2 separate regions of the Mus musculus genome follow, and region 2 is linked to region 1. A link is a contact called in public Hi-C data. All regions are on one chromosome and are shown on one strand. The core of a region is the stretch at or near the end of the contact, and the rest is flanking DNA. Distances in the headings are between cores, read along the strand shown. Region 1 overlaps Flt3 (FMS-like tyrosine kinase 3). Region 2 holds the start of Flt3 (FMS-like tyrosine kinase 3).

Region 1 (2,981 bases), core at 476-2,975:
TCTCATTTTGGGTTAAAGGGCTATGTCATTGATTGTATTGGTTGGTTTCTGAGAACCTAGGAAGTAAAATCAGAATCCTGTAGGAAGTTAGTCAGGAGGACACCACCGTGAACGACAGGGATGCAGGCTCTGCACGCTCACATCCACACGGGGCAAGTTAGCAACCGCGGGCAAGTTGCTTTTCTTTGTCTCAATTTCCTCTTCACAGAGTGGGTATTTTCAGACCGAAGTGAGTACTGAGAGTGTCGAGCAGAGAGGAGGAACTGGGGCAGCCTGGGCTGCTGTCATTTCATAAGCAGGGATGATGGTACTGAGACTCCCCTCCCCCTCCCCCCTGCCCCCCTCCCCCAGCACTGGCTGAACACACAGCACCAGGGGGACTTGCACCAAGGTGTCCTAATTCCTTCTTTTTCTTCCTCATTCTGAGGCTTGAACCAAAGCCTCGCGAAGGCCAGGCCAGAGCTCTACGCCTGAGCTCTTCAGCCCTTACTGTTCATTTCATTCTTTCTTTCTTTAAAAATTTGATGCCAGGGGGACATGGTGGCAGCGCACATCCTTAGCCCCAGTGCTCCAGAGGCAGAGGCAGAGGCAGAGGCAGGCAGATCTCTGTCTGAGTTCCGAGGCCAGCCTGGTCTACAGAGTGAGTTCCAGGACAGCCAGGGCTACACAGAGAAACCCTGTCTTGAAAAATGAAAAGAAGAATAATTATGTTTTTATTCCTGTGCATGTGTGTGGGCGCTGGGGGAGGGTGCATGCTCGGCACACAGGTGAAGGTCAGAGGTCAACTTATACCATTCCAGTTTTTCCACCATGTGTTTTTGGGGGGCAACTCCAGCCCTCAGGCTTGGTAGCAACTACCTTTACCTGCTGAGACATCTCACTGTCTATCTGTCTGTCTATCATTGTCTATATGTCTTCTGTCTGTTTATCTATCAATCATTTGTCTGTTTATCTATCTATCATTTTCTGTCTATCTTTCTTTCTCTCTCTCTTTCTTCCCTTCTTAAACATTCATTTTTTGCCTCATCATACTTTGAATTGATTTTCACTTATGTGTAAGTATGTGCACATGAGCACACATGTCCAAAGAGGCCAGAGGCACTAGATTCCTTGGAGCTGGAGTTATAGATGCTTGCGAGCATCCTGCCGTGGGTGCTGGGTATCAAACTTGGGTCCCCTGGAAAAGCACTCTATGCTCTTAACCACTGAGCCATCTCTCTGGCCCCCTCACATTCTCTTTGAACGAACACATGTCAGTTATGTTGTATTTGGAGTCTTCCTGAACTCTTCATATAGTAACAGGGTAACAAACGCTACCAGTTAACTACAGCACCTTTAAACTTTATAGTGAATACCTGTGTGCTGCCTGTTCAGAAAAAAAAAAAACAAAAAGCTTTTTATACATGCTAGCTTGTCTCATGATCGGAAACATAAAACACATATAAAGCCACTTTATAGCTAAGGAAACCGAAACAGGTCTGAGTAAGGGCATTTTTTTTTTCAGGTGAAGATCTCATGCCAACCCCTAATGGATCTGTTCTGAGTGGCCAGCCCCCCAGAGATGCGTGGCTATTTTGCTTAGCTCTTAGTGAGCACAAAACAATCTTTTCAGCCTAAAGAAGTGAAGCACTGGGAGTTTTTTTTTTCTCCCCTTGGTGTCACCATAAATCAAAAACGCATCACAGAGAGTGCAGGTGTTTCCTGTACTCGTGACAAAAAGCAAACGGCTCACGTTGCCCCTGACGACGTAGCTGGAGTCGCTCAGGATGTCTCGGGCCAGTCCAAAGTCACAGATCTTCACCACCTTCCCGTGGGTGACCAACACATTCCTGGCTGCCAGGTCTCTGTGGACACACTGGAAGAGAGAGGCTTGAATGACATGGTCTGTGACTTACACCTTCAGAGAGAGACTCACAACAGTTACAGAGGACAGAGACCCATGACTGTCATACATCCCGAGAACACTGGCTGAGTCCTAAGTTAACTCAGCTGCAGTCATCTGAGGCATCCCTGGAGCTATGAGCCAAAGAAGTGCCAAAGGGGGCCTTCGCCTAGCTCCAGAGACGCTTCTAACAGCCGGCTTCCTGTGCGTGCGTGTGTGCGTGCGAGAACAGAATCCCTTTTGGATAAAGAACTGGCTTTCAGAATAAAAGTGCATCATATCTGACAGGCCTAGTGGTGCAGATCCATAATCGCAGCACTGGAGAGGCTGAGGCAGGAGGATTTCTAAGTTTGAGGCCAGCCTGGACTACACATAGAGGTCGTGTCTCTAAATGAATAAATAGATTAAGATTGAAGAAAGCATTCAGAAGAAGTGAGTTTGGGGGGACCAAAGAGATGATAGCTCAGTGAGAAAACGCATTAACCATGTAACCCTGATGTCCTGAGTTCGATTCCTGGGTCCCACAGTGGAAGAATTAACTCCCACAGTTTGTCCTCTGACTTCTGCACACACACTACGGTACATGGGCCCCACATTCTCATACACACACACACACACACACACACACACACACACACACACACACACACTTGCTTTCACATGCACATACAGGGTACAGGGGGCAGACAGACAGACAGAAGATAACGATGAGTTTCGAGGAGTACATGAGAGTAGAGCCCAGAGTCTCTGAAGGGAATGAACTCTGTAAGAGAGCACATGGTGTCCATGGGGGTCCACTACGCTCTCCTCAGCCTTTAAAAGAACAAAGCCTATAAAAACAGGAATGTCTGTGCCGTGACTCCTGCCCTCCTTCTCCAAGTCTGGCTTTCTTCATGTGGCATCTCCTAGATGTCTGTCCCCATCCCCATCATGTCCTCCTGACTACCTGCCCTGCCCGTATTCTTCCCAGCTGCTCTGGGAAGGCTCCTTCTGACCAGCAAGAAGGCTGCCCAGCCTGGACTGGCTTTGACTAGTCCCTCTCCCTCTGGATTCCATCCGAGGGAGGCTCTCTTGCTCTCTTGCCTGTTCCTCACCCCTT
Region 2 (2,880 bases), core at 277-2,776, 59 kb after region 1:
GAATCTGGAGAGGGACTAAGACATTTCCTACGAAGGAGTTCAGTGCGGTTTGAGCATGGCTGCAAGTCCTACTCTGATTCTGAGTTACTTCCCTAGAACCCTTTAGCCCTTTAGAAAAATCATCTCTGCTATGGGAAAGTCACTAATCTAATCTCATACACAGCCAAAGCTAACCATTTTGCATTAATAGAGCCTGAAAAGAAAAGCACGCCACGCCATGCGTTTGAGATGTCCCTGTGCATCAACTCGCTTAAGAAAGGTACAGCGTTCTCCCCATCCTTTTCCTTTATAGCCTACATTTTTTAATTTTATCATCTTTTTTTTTAAAGTAATTGGAAACCGTTTCTGCTCATTTAATGTTGCAAAATGTTTTCTCTATTTGTCACGGAAGGTTCAAGCCAGAATCCTAAATGTTGGAAATGAAGGGGAAATAGGCCACTGGGCAGACTGAGGCCAAGCCAGGAGTGCCTCAGAAGGCTGCAAAACTAGGGCAGGGCCTGATCTCCCCCCACCCCCACCCCCGACTTCTAGAACTGTCTCCAACTCCAACTCAATCCAACCCCCTTGTCTTCCCAAACAGAAAGCTGACGCGAGACCGATTAGAACTGGGCAGAATGGGGACTTTCCCCCCTATAGTTAGTTACTATTTTCAATCACAGCTATGCTTCTACCCGAACAGGCAACTTGGGAGAGTAGTCCTAGGAGTCCTTGAAAGTGTCACTAGGGTTTAATCCTAAAATAAGAAAAGTATGGAGAGGGGAAGGGTAGCTAGTTTTTAAATTTATAAATCTGTTTTGCATAGTATTTCCAAAGTAACTAGCCACTGAGTGAAGCGAAAATTGGTACAGGTGGGGGTCGTTAGCAGGGATGACCGCTCTAGCAGAGGATGCTCGCAGTTTTCCCATTAGTTTGCTCTGTCAGCCTACATCTCAAAGAGGTGAGAACGCACCGGCTCGAGAATCTATAGTACCCAGAGGTCGGGTCAGGGAGTCTCGGGCCACCTGCGCTGCTGAAGAAGACTCTCAGAGGCTGACGGAGCATCCAAGCCCAAGCCCAGGCGCGGTGGCCTGGGGACTGAGCTGCAGAGGAGCGCTGCGGAGGAGGGTGAGGGCAGGGGTGGGCAAACCAAAGCCAAGTTCACCGCTTGAAAGGGGGGACGTGAAAGAGGGGAGTGATGCGGCGGCGAGGGGAGCGCGCGGTGGGTATGAGGGAGTGATGCGCGCTCGGCCGGGGTGCAGAGGGGGTGAGGGGCCTTACCAAGCAGCAGCAGCCGCCGGTCGCTGCGCTGCGCCAACGCCCGCATGGCCTCCGGAGCGCGCGGTAGCCAGGCCGCCGGCCCAGCCTGTGATGCGGTCCCAGCGGCGCGCCCCGGGCTGCAGGTGGCTCGCTGAAGGATGCGCGTCACTGACCACAGATTCCCTCGGACTGGTGCAGAGCAGAGGGGGAGGAACCTCTCTCCAGAGGCCGCGGCCGCTCGCTGCTAGGCGGGCTGAACTGGCGCAGTGCTGCAGCCGATCCCACGTGCCCGCCGTGGTCCCCAGCCTGCGCTCCTGGCACCGGGACTGCGGCAGGGGAGACTGGGTGCGGTTCGGCTGGGGAAGTTGCCTGGACTCCGTGGTTGAGTCCCCGGACCTCTGCTTTAAACTCCTAAGGGTGAGAAGAGTGGTGACACACAGACCTCCTTCTTCATGCGCGGGGATCTTTGATGTCCCGTGATGGGCACTGAATCGGTGCCATACACTGGTAACCCCGTGAGTTTTATTCCACATCTGGTAGATCTGCATTGTGGACTGATTTTCTTTGTCTCCCTGTCCTTTCTTATAGGATGTCCAAGATTCCCATCCACCTCCGACCCAGAAAAGCAGACGCGGTTTCAAGGTCAATAAATTAGAGAGGTTAAACAGACACCCAAACAAATTAGACCGTGCACCTCAAAGGATGTTTGGAGTTGTCACCTCCTAGTTCTGGCTTTTAGTCTCATAGTGTCTCTAGGTAACAATTATTTCCCGTGCATCAAGCTGAATATTGAAAGCACAGGATAGCAGCCCTGGCTTCCCCATGAAGGAACCCTCCTGAGCCATTTGTCCTCTGTGTCCTAGTTCTCTCCCCATAATGACGTCAGTAATATCGCTCCATCACAGCAGTCCTCCGCTCCTCATTCTTTTCATCGTTTTTCTCTTCAGGCATGACCCCTGAGAGCATACAAGCACACTAACAACACTGTTTCTCCTCCACTCAGTCCACAGCACTATCAGCCTTCCCGCTAGGGGAAACTTCAAAGTGACGTCCTCCGGGCAGCCACTGTGGAAAATGACATGGGCTTGGTGCTTTAGGCATTTTAAGGTCAGGTGCCCGACGCATGGATTCCACTTCTGGAATTGCAACAGGAGCATGAAGAAACATTCCAACATTCCTGCACACCACAGTGAGACTGTCCACTGATCAGCGGCCAGACGGAGAAATATACATATGTAAAGCAGCACATTTCATCTTTAATAGGGAGGGCAATTCCCACACAGCTACCTCTCCAGCCTATTCATGGATCTTTTTTTTTTTTTAATCATCTGATAGCTTTGTGGGGCTAGAGATGTAGCTCACCGGTAGATTGCTAGCTTAGCTCTTGCAAGGCCCGGGGTTATATCATCAGCAAGAAAAAAAGTAAAAGAAAAAGAAGAAGAAAAAGAAAAAGGGAAAGAAAAAGAAACACAGACCCAAAACCTTCCAGGTGTGGAGAGTTCACTCTCCGAGACATGTGGTGCTCAGGCTGCTGAGATGTGTATCTGTGGTTATCGGTTATTCATCTGGAACCAGAAGACAAAGCTTAGGTCCAGCCCATCCCAGGACAGTTCTCAGAGGCCAGCCTTCACTTGGGAGATCACT

What was found. Hi-C and Micro-C count contacts between places; a contact is called where the count stands out from the background.
Region 2: a contact with region 1 is called in a Hi-C map of B cells, with 2.3 times the contacts expected there. The contact joins the promoter of Flt3 here to the enhancer-like site in region 1. A contact is called at or near these places in 5 of 39 promoter capture datasets (the C10 cell line, embryonic stem cells, pre-B cells and 1 more), 2 of 15 datasets of contacts at CTCF or cohesin (CD8 T cells and pro-B cells), 38 of 484 Hi-C or Micro-C datasets (B cells, the BV-2 cell line, the Ba/F3 cell line and 25 more), 11 of 115 datasets of contacts at active chromatin or transcription factors (the 230-238 cell line, the HPC-7 cell line, the SCID.adh cell line and 7 more) and 3 of 9 other capture datasets (adipose tissue, liver and pancreatic islet).

The regions. Positions count from the first base shown.
Region 1 is chr5:147,339,481-147,342,461 of GRCm38.p6, forward strand. It overlaps Flt3 (FMS-like tyrosine kinase 3), which reads right to left. Exons shown (of 24, transcript NM_010229.2): 20 at 1,733-1,855. Among named protein-coding and RNA genes, the nearest start is that of Urad, 19 kb to the left of the region's middle. Within about 2 kb of position 1,726, at least 83 of the 459 cell types and tissues checked have an H3K27ac peak or open chromatin away from gene starts, as enhancers often do. A contact at or near this core is called in the 230-238 cell line, B cells, CD8 T cells and 11 more, where this site is marked.
Region 2 is chr5:147,398,963-147,401,842 of GRCm38.p6, forward strand. Flt3 (FMS-like tyrosine kinase 3) reads right to left here and starts at 1,527. Exons shown (of 24, transcript NM_010229.2): 1 at 1,258-1,527. The coding sequence starts at 1,303. Gm26597 (predicted gene, 26597) reads left to right here and starts at 592. Exons shown (of 2, transcript NR_165432.1): 1 at 592-937; 2 at 1,825-2,880.